Linked DNA regions of Macaca mulatta: region 1 is linked to region 2. A link is a contact called in public Hi-C data. All regions are on one chromosome and are shown on one strand. Each heading gives the region's core, a stretch centred on a gene start, on an enhancer-like site or on the middle of the called end of the contact. The rest is flanking DNA. Distances are from core to core; before and after follow the strand shown. Region 1 holds the start of EPHA4 (EPH receptor A4). Region 2 overlaps EPHA4 (EPH receptor A4).

Region 1 (6,100 bases), core at 1,820-4,319, 140 kb after region 2:
GCTCTCCCTAACATTTTCCCCTCCACAACCAAGTAAATAGTCCATGAATATGGTATCCGCTGTTTTTTTAAATATCAAAGTTTCAGAAAGAGGGAATGCCAGACGTGCAGAATCAGAATGCAAATGTACCTCAAGTAGTCTCTCTTTCTCAAGATGTGTTGGGGACAATCAGAGACTCGTCTTCCACCCCTAGGATATCACTGGCTTGAATTTTAGGTATGGAGTGCTGCCTAAGGGCTTTAGTGTGCTTGTGCTACACCTAAGAGTGCGTCAAAGCTTGGGGGGAAGGGAGGACAGCCTACCGAGCTGCGGTCCCCCGCTCAGGCTAGAACAGCGCTAGGTAAGGGGAACATCCAAAAGGACGCAATGAATTCAAAACCTCTCTTTCCCACCGAGATCTGCAGTCCTGGGTGTCGAAAGGCCCACCTCACAGGAAAACACTGGGTTATTAATTTGATCAGCCAGGCTGGCTCCTCAGGCTGGGGGAGGGGTGGGAATGGGAAGCCTTCCTCTGTGCTCATGCGCACCCCAACTCTCAAGCTTACCCCCAGGCCCCTGGATTCTGCCCACTTTCCCTCTCATTACACCTCAAAGTCAATGGAGTTAAAAATCAGTCTCTTTTCCCTAGTTTTCCCGGGGAGTCTGAATTCCTGGGGTCTGTTAATGATTTTAAAATGTAGAGCCTTCCCTGGGTCGCTCCTGCCTGGAGTTCCCACCCCCTTCCCTCCCCCACCCCCACCACCGCAACCCACCCCCTTCCCTCCCCCACCCCCACCACCGCAACCATTCTCTCCTCTCTGTCCCTAGAGAAAGGCCCGCTACATCCATTTGGATTTATGTAAGGTGGATTAGGGACACAAAGGAAACAATAAGACCCAATTTACAAAAAAAGGGAGGGAGTAGAAAGGGAGGGTAAAAGGGAGAAAAGGAAACGTGATGGGAATAGAAAGCAACAAAGTGAATTAATTTTTAAGGGGGAGATGGGGGAGATGGGGGAGGGGAGGGGAACAGACATCCCTCCCTCCCCTTCAACAGGAGCCTAGGGCTCTCAGCGCCTTTTTGTCTTGGGCTCCTAAGTTTTTCTCCTAAAAGAAAAAAAAAGGGGGGGGGGGTTAAAAAAAAGAAAGAAAGCAAACAGTCTCTACATCTGGGGCGAGAGAGGTCTCAGGGGACGTCCTAACAAGTGTGTGAAGTGGCCAGGAGAACGCGGGATCAACGATTCCGCTCAGGAGAATGAATAACCCTAGGGACCGAGGGGCGGCGGCGGCCGAGATGGCACCAGAACCACCAGAAGCCACGTCAGAAGGATAGGGGAGACCCAGAGGGTGAGAGAGCGCCCCTTTCCTCCCAAGCGACGTCTGTGGGCAGGTGTATAAATCTCTCAGAGCCTCCGTCTCTCCGGAGAGCTCCGGGTACCGGCTGAGCTAAGTTGGTTTTTGGCTCCCTCCTTCGGAACAGAGAAAACGATAGAGTGCACAGGGATGGATGGACGGATGTCTGGAGAGATGGTAAGATGAATGGATGGATGGATGGATGGATGGATGGATGGATGGATGGATGGATGAATGGGTGGATGGATGGACGGATGGAGGGACGGATGGACGGACGGACGGACAGATATATAGCTGGATGCATTATGGATGGATGCATGGACAGACGGACGGATGGATGCACAGAGAGATGGATGGATGCAGAAATGGATGGATAGACGGATGGATGGACGTATGGATAGATGGATGCCGGAAAGGAGAAGAATGAGAGACAGATGTAAGACTAGATGCACGCAGGCCGATGTACGAGCATACTCTGGAACACAGCACGAGCATACACTCGAACACACGCGCACACACTCAGGACATTTGCAAACAGACATACAATCCTCCGCGTCCGCTTCCACCCAGGCATTCGCGCACCTACATATACGCAGTTGCACGCGCGCGCGCACACACACAAGCACACACACGCAGACATGCACACACACGCAGACATGCACACACACATACATGCATGCGCGCGCGCGCGCGCGCGCACACACACACACACACACACACCGTTCGCCTCTCCCTGGGTTTCTCAGTATCTAAATGATCACCGCCCCCGCCCCCCCGCCGCCCCATCTCCCGACACAGACACACAGGCACATACAATCCTCCCAGCACGTCCGAACGGATGTACAGAAAACTGAGCACCCAGACGGGTCCCGTCGATCCCGCACGTTAGCTCTAAACAGTGTGCAATTCTGGGGCGAAAAGCTAAAACTCGACTGCGTTCAACTTGCCGGCGGGTTCCCCAAGTCTGCGGGGTGAAGAGCCCGGGCCCCTCAGGCCCGCAATGGCACCCTCGGGGCGCTGGGCTTGGTGAGGAGAAAGGTGTCTGACTCCAGGTGCTAGAAACCAGGTCACTGGCGCCTGACGAGCAGCGCCACGACCGCTGCGCTGCGGAGCAGGCCCCGCAGCCCGGTCCCGAGAAGCGCAGGGCTCGGGAAACTTTGCAGAAACCAGAGCTCGAAAGGCTTTCGCTAGAACCCGGGAGCACCAAGGCTTCACTGTGCTCCAGGCTGCGTTTTCCCCTCGCCCTGGGCTGGCTCCGGAGAGGACGTGGTTCTTGTAATTTTTTTTTTTTTTTTTCAAATCCTGGCGTTGCCTCCCGTGCATCCCCTCGGGGCGCCTCGAGCGGGCCTCGCTGGCGGATGCTGATAAACTTTGGCCTTTCGTTACAAACTTGGACAGACCCACCGCGTGCACGGGTCACGGCCTCGGGGCAAGCTGCCCTGCAGTTCCCCGCTGCCCCTTCGCCAAGCCCCTCGCCCCGGTCCTCTTCTCCCGAATCGGGAGGCACTGCTCACGCCGGGCTCCCCCCGCACCACCTGGCCCTGCGCTCTTGAGGGCCCCTCACCCGCGATGGCCCCGCGCTGTCCCCGACCACAGAAAGGCCGTCCCGCTCTTACCTTCATTCGCGGGGTACACCCTGGAACCGGTGACAGCGTCGCAAATCCCGAAAAGACACGAAAAGAGGGCGAAATAGAAAATCCCAGCCATGGTTCGCCGGTGCCAACGCTGCTCCTGCCGCTTCTATCCCAGTGGAATAAATGCTTAAGTTAGGAGAGCAGCGGGCTGAAGACATTGCCAAGGGGGCGGGCCCGGCCGGTGACGTGAGCCCGCCAGTCCGGGGCCCGCGGCCAATGGCGGCGCAGACGGGACAGCCGAGGCCCCGCCTTCACCGCGTAGGGCCCGCCCCAGGGTTCCGCCCCCTCCGGGCTCCGCGGGGCGCGAGGTCTCCCGGGGCTCGAGGGGGCGAGCACTGCCGGGTCCCCGCCCCCGCCTGCCGGAGGGAGCCAGCGGGATCCCCCACGTCACCTCGAAGGTCGAGCCCCTGGACGGCGGAGGGAGCTTCGAAAAGCTTGGAATTGACCGAGGGGAGCCAGAGAAGAGGTTGGCAACCTTTTCTCCCACCACGGGCAGTTTGAAATGGAGGAAAACGCTCTTTTATTGAAATAAAAGAAGTCTAACTTGACCTGTCCCTCTGCGGTTGCTTCTTTAGGAGGGTCGACTTGTCTGCGTCCAGCGCGCCCAGGCTGAGCTGCACACGCGCGCCTGCCACCGCCACCCTCTGCCGCCTTGCCCTGTTTTGTCTTTATGGCGCTTCCCCCTCTGAAATGCTCTTTGAGGGGAGTTTTGTGGCTCCATGACTTGCTTCTTCCCTGGCTCCCCAGATGCTTGGAGAGCGGGAACCTAGTCGGTCCCCAACTTCCAGCCCGCAGCAGGGCTCCGTCACTGTCTCCAGAGACTGAAGGAATGACTTTCTAGCAGTAAGGAAGTCCCCGCTGGCCCCGTCCCCTGTGCACACGCCGTGGACCTCGCCCAGGGCCCAGGACGCCCCGACAGGGCCTTGGGCTGCAGGAACCAATTGTGGATTTCCCGGGGGCAGCGTCGGGGGGAGTCCCTGGAACCGGGCCTGGGCTGTCCGGGAGCGGTGGGGGTAGAAGCGAAAGGCTTAAGTGTGGGTGCGGGGACCCGCAGCTGCACAGACAAGGCAGACAGGGACTGGGAAGTTGCCCGGAGCGGCTGCTGCAACTCCCCGCTCCAACCTAGCCGGGACAGCCCTCCCTGCCCCGGGAGACGACGGCGAGCAGGAGGACCCGCACAGCCCCTCCCGGCTGCTCCGGTCCCGGGGGCACTGGCACCATCGGGCTGTGGTCTGTCCCCCGATGCCCGAGCCGTGGACTCAGCCACCTAAGAGCGATCCGGCGACGGCAGCGCAGCCGGTGTCCCAGGGACCAGTCCCCAACGCCACTCGGTGCATTTCCTCAGGCGTTGGCAGAAGCACGGATTCCTAGCGATGAGGCCTCCCTTCCTCTTCCCAGGCTGCCCCTCCTCTGACTCCCTCCGGAGCAGGGCCGGGTTTTCCCGGGGAGCCTGGGTCCCGGCGGCCGGGCGGCCGCGGGGAGGTGGAGGCCCCTCTCCAACCCGGGCCGCAGCTCATCGTGAGCCAACCGCGCCACCTGCCGGCCAGATGCGGGAGTGTGCGGCCCCGGAGGAAGGGCGAGCGGACAAAGACCGCAACCCGCAACCCGCAACCCAGCAGAGAGGTGGTACGTGCGGTTGGGCGAGCTTTCCAGCCACCGCCAAGTCTCCTGCACTACTCCTACCGTGGGGCTGCGGGCAGCGCTCAAGAGGTCCCGGAGTCTGTCGTGACTCTCACCTGCTGGATTTCAAAAGATGGTATCGGAAAGCGTTTCAAGGAGAAACTCCTACCAAACCTTCGGGGGTTGCTTGAGTGGCTGCTCTCGGAAAAGCAGATCCTAAATAAAGCGGGAGGGGTGTAGGTCGGCGTGGAGGAGAGGACAGGTCTCGAGTCGCTGCTACGGTTTCAGGTCATTGGGCTCCGCAGCAGATCGTGTTTTCCCCCTTGGCTCGAGAGCTGCGCTGGTTTCTCATGCAAACTCAGAGCCGAGCTAATGACATGAGCAACTTTTACTTTTACATAAGATGAGCGCGCGTGCCGAGGCGCTGGGCGGCGGCTGTGTGAGTTGGTGGCCCAGAGGAACAGCTTGTGCGAGACTCTGGGCATTTCGGTTTCTAGATACAAGATTTGCTTAAATGTCACAGTCCAAAGAAGTGGATTTCAGTTATTGTAGTTACTGACTGCACACAAGTAAAAAGGCAAAAAAAAAAAAAAAAGTACTCGGGGGATATATGTATGTGTGTGTGCGTGCATAAATTATTTAAAACAATTGCACTAAATCCCTTTAAGAAATGCATTCCTAGGTTCTTTCATGTCTTTCTGAGTTTTACAGAAAAAGAAGACGAATATTGGTCCCTGTCATTTGGCACACAGATTCAAAAGAGAAAAGAGCAATCCGAATTCTTTTTGAAACCTTTTTAAACAATAGATGCTGGTTGCCTCTCTGCAGGAGCTTGAGTGTTGCATGTATCTGTGGTTGAAATGGGAAACTGACTGCCTGCATTGTTATCAACAGTAAAATTTCTAAAACATGTACCATTTTTTCCCCCAGGATATGCACATTGATTATTAAACAAAGTCTTTCCAGACACAGCTGCCTTAAAGCAAGGCATCATTTGCTAGAGTACATTCACTGACTTCCCCTTTTTTCTTCCTATGTTTTAGTTCAGGCCCCAAAGCAGCCCGATAATCAGGAGGACCAAGAAGCAGGAAACGCTTACTTGGAAAAACTGAACCATAACTTCCTCTTTAAATCACTTCTGGGCTGCAGATCAGAAATGAGCTGCTGAAAATTCCTCTATCCATTGTGACTACCTAGAGAAAAGGTGTTCTAACCCAGCAGATACGATTCCTTGAAGAGTAAGGCACAATTTTAAAAATGATGGTGGCCTTTGTCCATCATCAATGCAGAAAACCTCCCACATTATAGGAAAACATCCTGGAGTTTTCAAATGTTGGACACTGTTTACAGCACATCAACGGAGTCATAAGGATACAACGGAATATCACACCTTTAAAAAGTACCTAAAATCACCTAATTTTACAATAAAATTGCTTTACTCTTGAGTAAAACAAGTCTCTTACTACTGTAAAATTTGGGGGTTATTTTGAATCCACTAAGAAATACGTCAAAACA
Region 2 (6,199 bases), core at 1,244-3,743:
TCAACCAAAAAACCCTTTCCTTGTAAAAACAAAATTAAGTCAATATAATGCTTTAATTTTCTACATAGCAGAATTAATCCAATTCGATTTTTTACATTTTAATTTTCATCTAAATCGACTTGATTTGTATTTTTTATATAAATATTTTAACAAAGACATGTTTTTTATCAATCAGTTTCATGTCCAAATAATACCTTGCCATTGTAACCTTTCTTTTGTGTCCATTATTTCAATATGAATTTGATTTTCTAAGTACAATTCTGTAAATGTTTATAGCAAAAAGAGTCAAAATGTAATTATTCTTTCAATTTTGAGTCAATAACAAATGTTACCACATAGAATTTTGGACATTTAATTGAGTGTCACTATAAAGCAATAATATTTGTTATTAGACAAAAGCCAATAGTTTGCATTTACTTCTGACTTTAAGTCAAAAGCGTTAATGAGGAAGATGTAGGCTCTGAGCAGTGACAAGGTCAAAACGACCTTACAATGAAAATATCTTCACTCAAAGTCAATAATTTTAAGGGTTGTTCTGAAGCTTGTTCTGGAAGCCTTTGTGCTCTTGGTGGCACACCATGACATTAGCCTAATTTTGTGCTGAGTCACATACCATGTTATACTACGTCTCATTATAGGTAAGCCATAATAAGCTTCAAAGCTATTTAAGTACCATCAGCGAAAAGAATTTAGAACTGATAATAGTGTATCTAATACCTCAACTTGTTTTGTACCTTGGGGCAAAGCAGATGCTATGTGGTAAGAGTGGTTGAATGACTTATGCTAACAGAAGAAGTACCAAACACCATAAAACTGGCCTTGAATGGACCCTCAGAAAAAATACATGGGCTCTGGTGCTGAAGATCTAAAAGGTGGAAGAGAAGTCAGCTGGATCTGGAAAGGAGGCCTTATAGTCATCTATTTCACCCTCTTGGAGAACAGAAGAACAAGAAATAGCCTCACAATAGTAGGAGACTTTTTTTATTTTTTAGTTCACATAGTGACCAAGTGGCAGAGGTGAAATGTTAATTCAATCCTTTTCAGTTTTCTCTGAAAAGAGCTAGACCATTGAGGATTTTGTGTAGTGGCTAATGACAGGGATTTGAAAACCTGGAGGAGAATATCGGGTATCTCTACTATCTATTCCACAGTTCTCTCTTTTTTTTTTTTTTTTTTTTTCACGTAATGTGTACTCCTTCTCTTTTAGGATCTTTAGTCTAAGTTTTCAGGAAAAAGATGAGAGGAGAACACCACAGGGCCTGCAAAGATCGGAAGGCCTTAAATACTGTGGGAGAAAATGTCCTATTTTTAACACAGGATCATGATGAAACAGAAGCCTGTGAGGAGCCCAGATTTGGAGATGAGTGAGTGTCTCACCTCTCGCAGGCCTGAGTCACCTGGTCTATTATGCCTGTATTCTAAAATTATTTAACTGATAAAGATGGTCGACACCCTTTCAGAAGAGACTACTGATATGTAGATATCCCGAATCTTATACCAGTAAAGTCCATTCTCCATATAGAAAGTCCTCACTGAACTTGTAGGACTTACAGTATCTTTATGTTCTCTACAGACTGATATGCTTCTTCATTTTGCTCATTCCAAGAAGATAAGTACCTCTTTTAGGTGGTCCAATCATTTTGGTCTTTAAAATCATTCCCAAACATTCATCTGCATGCTTTGTAACTCAATCATTTCCTATCTTGGCCCTGTTTCCTCCTACTCTGAAAGACTCAGAAAAGGGAAACCAGAAGAACTGAAAATTAATGAATCTCTTTCTTACAATTAACACTGTATAAGTCAACTTAAAATTGCTGTGCTTAGAGACCTGTCTTCTAATCTTTATTTCTTACTATTCCAATGTTTCTGCCCCATTTCAAAATATAGCTGATCTGAACATCTTCTAAAAGTACATTTCATCCCTCTTCCTAAATTTCAGGTCTGGCATCCTAAAATAGGCACTTCAGTTATTTCTTTGCTATTATTACTTTTTAAAGCTTTTTCCTTATAACTATTTGATGCCTGACAGGTATTAAGTTATTCAAAATGCTGAACAGAACTACCTTAAATACTGTACTAATTGAGAAAGAAGCCACCCAGTTTGCAGAGAGCCGTGAACTGGCCTCTGATGAAAAGGCAGGAATTTAAGTGAGTCACCACTTGCCTGCCTCCTCTAACGTGTTCTTTCATACATCACTATTAAGTAAGCATGGCTGACCTGGAGCTCTCCGTCCCTGTCCTCTTCAAGCTGTTGGGGTTGCGGATGAGTTTGTCCAACATGTTGACAATCTGCCCAAATTTAGGCCTGTCGCTTCTCTCCTTCTGCCAGCAGTCTAGCATCAGCTGGTGGAGTGCAATGGGGCAGTCCATTGGAGGGGGTAACCGATAGCCTTCCTCAATGGCTTTAATCACCTATGGAAGACAACAGGATCGTACGTTAACCTGCCAGGCAAAGCTGCTATTCAAGGTTCACCCTTCTGACTGGCATGTTTCTTGTGCATGAAGCTGCCAGCAAGCTGGAGCCTGGGAACAGCTCCAACTGCTTCACATGAGCCAAAGCTAGACCTGAGTATCACTGGCAACAGGAGAGGGAAGCCAGCTGTTGCTATGAAATGTACTCTAAAGGGAAGACGCATCAATCACCAATGTTCCCAAGTGGCTAGAGCCCAATCAGATCTGCAATGTGGTGTCAGTTTTGGTGATGGCCCTCAGAGATCACATGGCCCTGCCCCCTGCCTCCAGTCCCCTGCCCCACTCCATTCTGCTCTTCAACATTAGCACACCTAAACACTCTTAGCAAAAGAGACTCTGACATAGTGCTAAAGACCTCCCTTGGGAAGCAATTAATAGCTGTCTCCAAAATGGAATTTTCTTTGCATCCTTTTAAGCCCCCATCCTCTTACATAGACAGCTAGTGGGTCAACACCAGAGTCCAAGTCCAGATGCCCAGCCATTTTTTCTTTTGGATTATTTTACCCCTAGACACCAATTCTGAATTTCTTTCTTAGTCTCAGTTGGCTGTCAGTCGACCCTGTTAAAGGTGTTAGTAAGTAGATTTTTTTTAAAAAAAGTAAAAAACAATTTAAAAAATTCCTTCTTTTGGGGCATTTACATTTTGAAGGAGACCCTCTCACATCTAAGGAAGGAAGCTACAATGGTAGATGATAATTGTCTTATTGGCCAAGACCATCGAAAGTGCCCAGAGCAGTCTACTTGCCTAGTAAGTCATCAATAACTCATTCAACAGTCTCTTTGCTAATTCTAATTTTTCTCATCTGTCTTCACAGGCATTAAATTATTTTCTTATAGACTTTTCCCTAACATCCTCCCCCCACTTTGGGGTATAAATTCCAATAAAGTAATATGGTAGGACATACCAAATTTATAGAGAATTACTTCACAGCTTTTTGGCTACTCATTATCTTTGTTTATGGATATCCTCTGAGATTCTGGAGGTGCTTTTATTTGTTTGGGAGTCTAAACATTTTATTTGCTTTAAATCACTCCATTTATTTTTCTTTCTATCAACATGATAGCTGCCAGGGAGATAACCAGTGGTTGAGCCATCCCAATGACTTCATTGGACTCACCCTGTGGTGGGTCTATTGACTGCTCAGAAATTGGCCTTCGACAGAAAACAGTCTGTTGGGTCCAGTGTCTTTGGATTAGTATGACTGTGGTCTTCTTAATTAGAGCACTGTTTCAGTTTAACAAATCATCTTGTGATTTATTGAGCCCTCTGATCCTTTTTCTCCTATGTATTTTGCCAATATCATGTATCAGTATCACCTACTTTTCTTTGTAAAGCAGACTTCTCTATGCTGTCTTATTGAACCTTATTCTATTTGTTTCTAGCAATTACACTACGTCAGTTTGATCACCTGGGTTTCTTTTATCTTTCCAGGTGCATGATGTTGACTCTAGACTTGATGAGAACATTTTGCACTGAATTGAGGAGAATGAAAGCAGTATTGGGCTGATGCCAGGGGAACATATATTGTTATAACCCCTCAGACTGATTAATGCTCTTTCATAAGCTCCCTATCCACTGCCAGCTTGGAAGATGGCTCATAGGTTAGCAAAGCATATTTTCTCAGTTTACTGCTAAATATTTTGGGGGGCAGAGGATTAAACCAAACAAAAAACTTGCTAAGTTTGACATATTTTCAACAGTTACTTTCACTCCATTTACCATATGCCAAATTAATTCTACACATCAAAGTAATTCTCCAGATACACTTCCTATTGATTCCTGTTCTACATAGAATCCAACACAGAGACAAATAATAGATCAATATTATTTGTGAGCAAGAAATGGCTTCAGATGCCTTTTCATGGAGAAAGCCAGAGAACTGAAAGTTCAAAACAAAAGAACTGTTTTAATGTATATGTATATAGAAACTGCCAAAATTACAGATCTGAACATATTTAGGGTGGAAAAACTGACATCTTTAGATTCTCTGTTCTTACGAACATTTGGTCATGACTTCAGTAAAGAAAAATAAAGCCTAAGTATCAAATAATTACAGTAACTACATTTACTATTTGCTCATTTAGGTTTTTTGTCTTTGTCCCCCTGAGAGTCTCTAACCTGAATCCAAACGTGGCTATAAGAAGCTACTAGAAGCTGTCTGCATAACATAATCATATAAGCAATAGATTACATGCTATTCACACCTCCATAGTCTTTTTCCAGCCTGTAATTACTATGACTTAGGCTAGCTGCTTTCTTCCTAACTGCTATGAATCTTCTGTTATAATTCACAGATAATACAATGTGAACACTACCATTCCCCTTAATCTGGCTGCTCAGCATAGAGAATTCTTTTTGCCCCACCAGACACGGAGTGCATCATTTTCTCTATTGCTCCAAACATTCTTTAATTGATAAGGCAGCCTGCATGCTATTTCTTAAGCGCACCTGGTTGTAACCGTCAAGGCTGCGCAACTTCCTGTTGTTGGAGGAAGACAAAGCAGATGGATAGGTAACATTCCACCACAAAGATAATTATTGAAAAGAAGTTTCCAAAATATAATTCAAACTGATAAACTGAATACCTTGCATTTGTAAACCCTCTCTGATAATGGCCTACCACATACATAAAAAAATTAGGCAAGTTCAAAAAGTATAGGTAGCCATTTAATTTTAATATGATTCCCAATCTTTCCAGCACTAATGTAAACTTTTCCAGGATTAGCTAAAATGTGTTCCAGGAAGACCCCTTGATCTAGGGCTTTCATTTACTTTTTTTTTTTTTCTTTCTTTCTCACTGGAGATGTTTGTAATTAAATTCTATTACTCTGGAATCTTATTAGTGTCATTATTGAATCCTTTTCTGAAATTGCAGTCATCGTGGATACTCCCTTACAAAGTAGTCCAGATGGTACATTTAAAGGGATGTGCATAATTTACCAAGGGTCATTGAGTGAAGCTTTATTTTAGAGTCCTCAAGGGGCGAGCTCTAATTACAATGATGCCAGCTTTAAAATATTCACTAGTTTTCTTTCAATAAACCTTTCATGTCCGTTTTATCATACGTGAAATTTATTTTTTCATAATCTTTGCATTTTCTTAAAATTCAGTTTCATTTGGTTTTACTTTGGTTTTGAAAGTTCACCAAGTAAAAATACCATCCCATATTTTTTATCCATGCATCTATGTGTGTATCTATCTCCCATACTGTACCATGTAGGCCATTTAATTCTTGTCCTTGAAATCAATAGTCGTTGGTTATAATGTTGAACTAGCTTGCTAGATATATCTGTATTAAGAAATTTGAGTTTAATGTATCATTTCAAACCCCGTGCTCACTCCATCATACAGTAATGCAGAACTTCCTGAATCTCAATGTGAAAAAATATATTTCAGAACATAGAGACTTACATCTTGATTGGACATATCCCAGTAGGGCCTCTCCCCGTACGACATCACTTCCCACATAACGATTCCATAGCTCCATACATCACTTGCTGATGTGAATTTACGATAGGCAATTGCTTCTGGCGCAGTCCACCGGATAGGAATCTTGCCACCCTGTGAACATTTGAGCCATAAGTTATTCCTTAAGTACATCACTGATGTGCCATTTTAGATTCTGAATGTAGTTCCTGCTAGCCAAGCAGGACAACAGCATTCTTGAGATAGCTCTCAAAACAAAAGACACTTGTTCATTTTAACACAAGTCTTCCAGGTTAAGAC

What was found. A called contact is a pair of places that touch in the nucleus more often than the background predicts.
Region 1: a Hi-C map of fetal cortical plate shows a contact between it and region 2, with 1.9 times the contacts expected there. The contact joins the promoter of EPHA4 here to the enhancer-like site in region 2. A contact is called at or near these places in 2 of 14 Hi-C or Micro-C datasets (fetal cortex germinal zone and fetal cortical plate).

Annotation. Positions count from the first base shown.
Region 1 is chr12:126,820,690-126,826,789 of T2T-MMU8v2.0, forward strand. It overlaps EPHA4 (EPH receptor A4), which reads right to left and starts at 3,070. Exons shown (of 17, transcript NM_001260870.1): 1 at 2,948-3,070. The coding sequence starts at 3,038.
Region 2 is chr12:126,679,103-126,685,301 of T2T-MMU8v2.0, forward strand. It overlaps EPHA4 (EPH receptor A4), which reads right to left. Exons shown (of 17, transcript NM_001260870.1): 14 at 5,885-6,034; 15 at 2,219-2,412. Among named protein-coding and RNA genes, the nearest start is that of EPHA4, 140 kb to the right of the region's middle. Within about 2 kb of position 2,494, at least 3 of the 40 cell types and tissues checked have an H3K27ac peak or open chromatin away from gene starts, as enhancers often do. A contact at or near this core is called in fetal cortical plate, where this site is marked.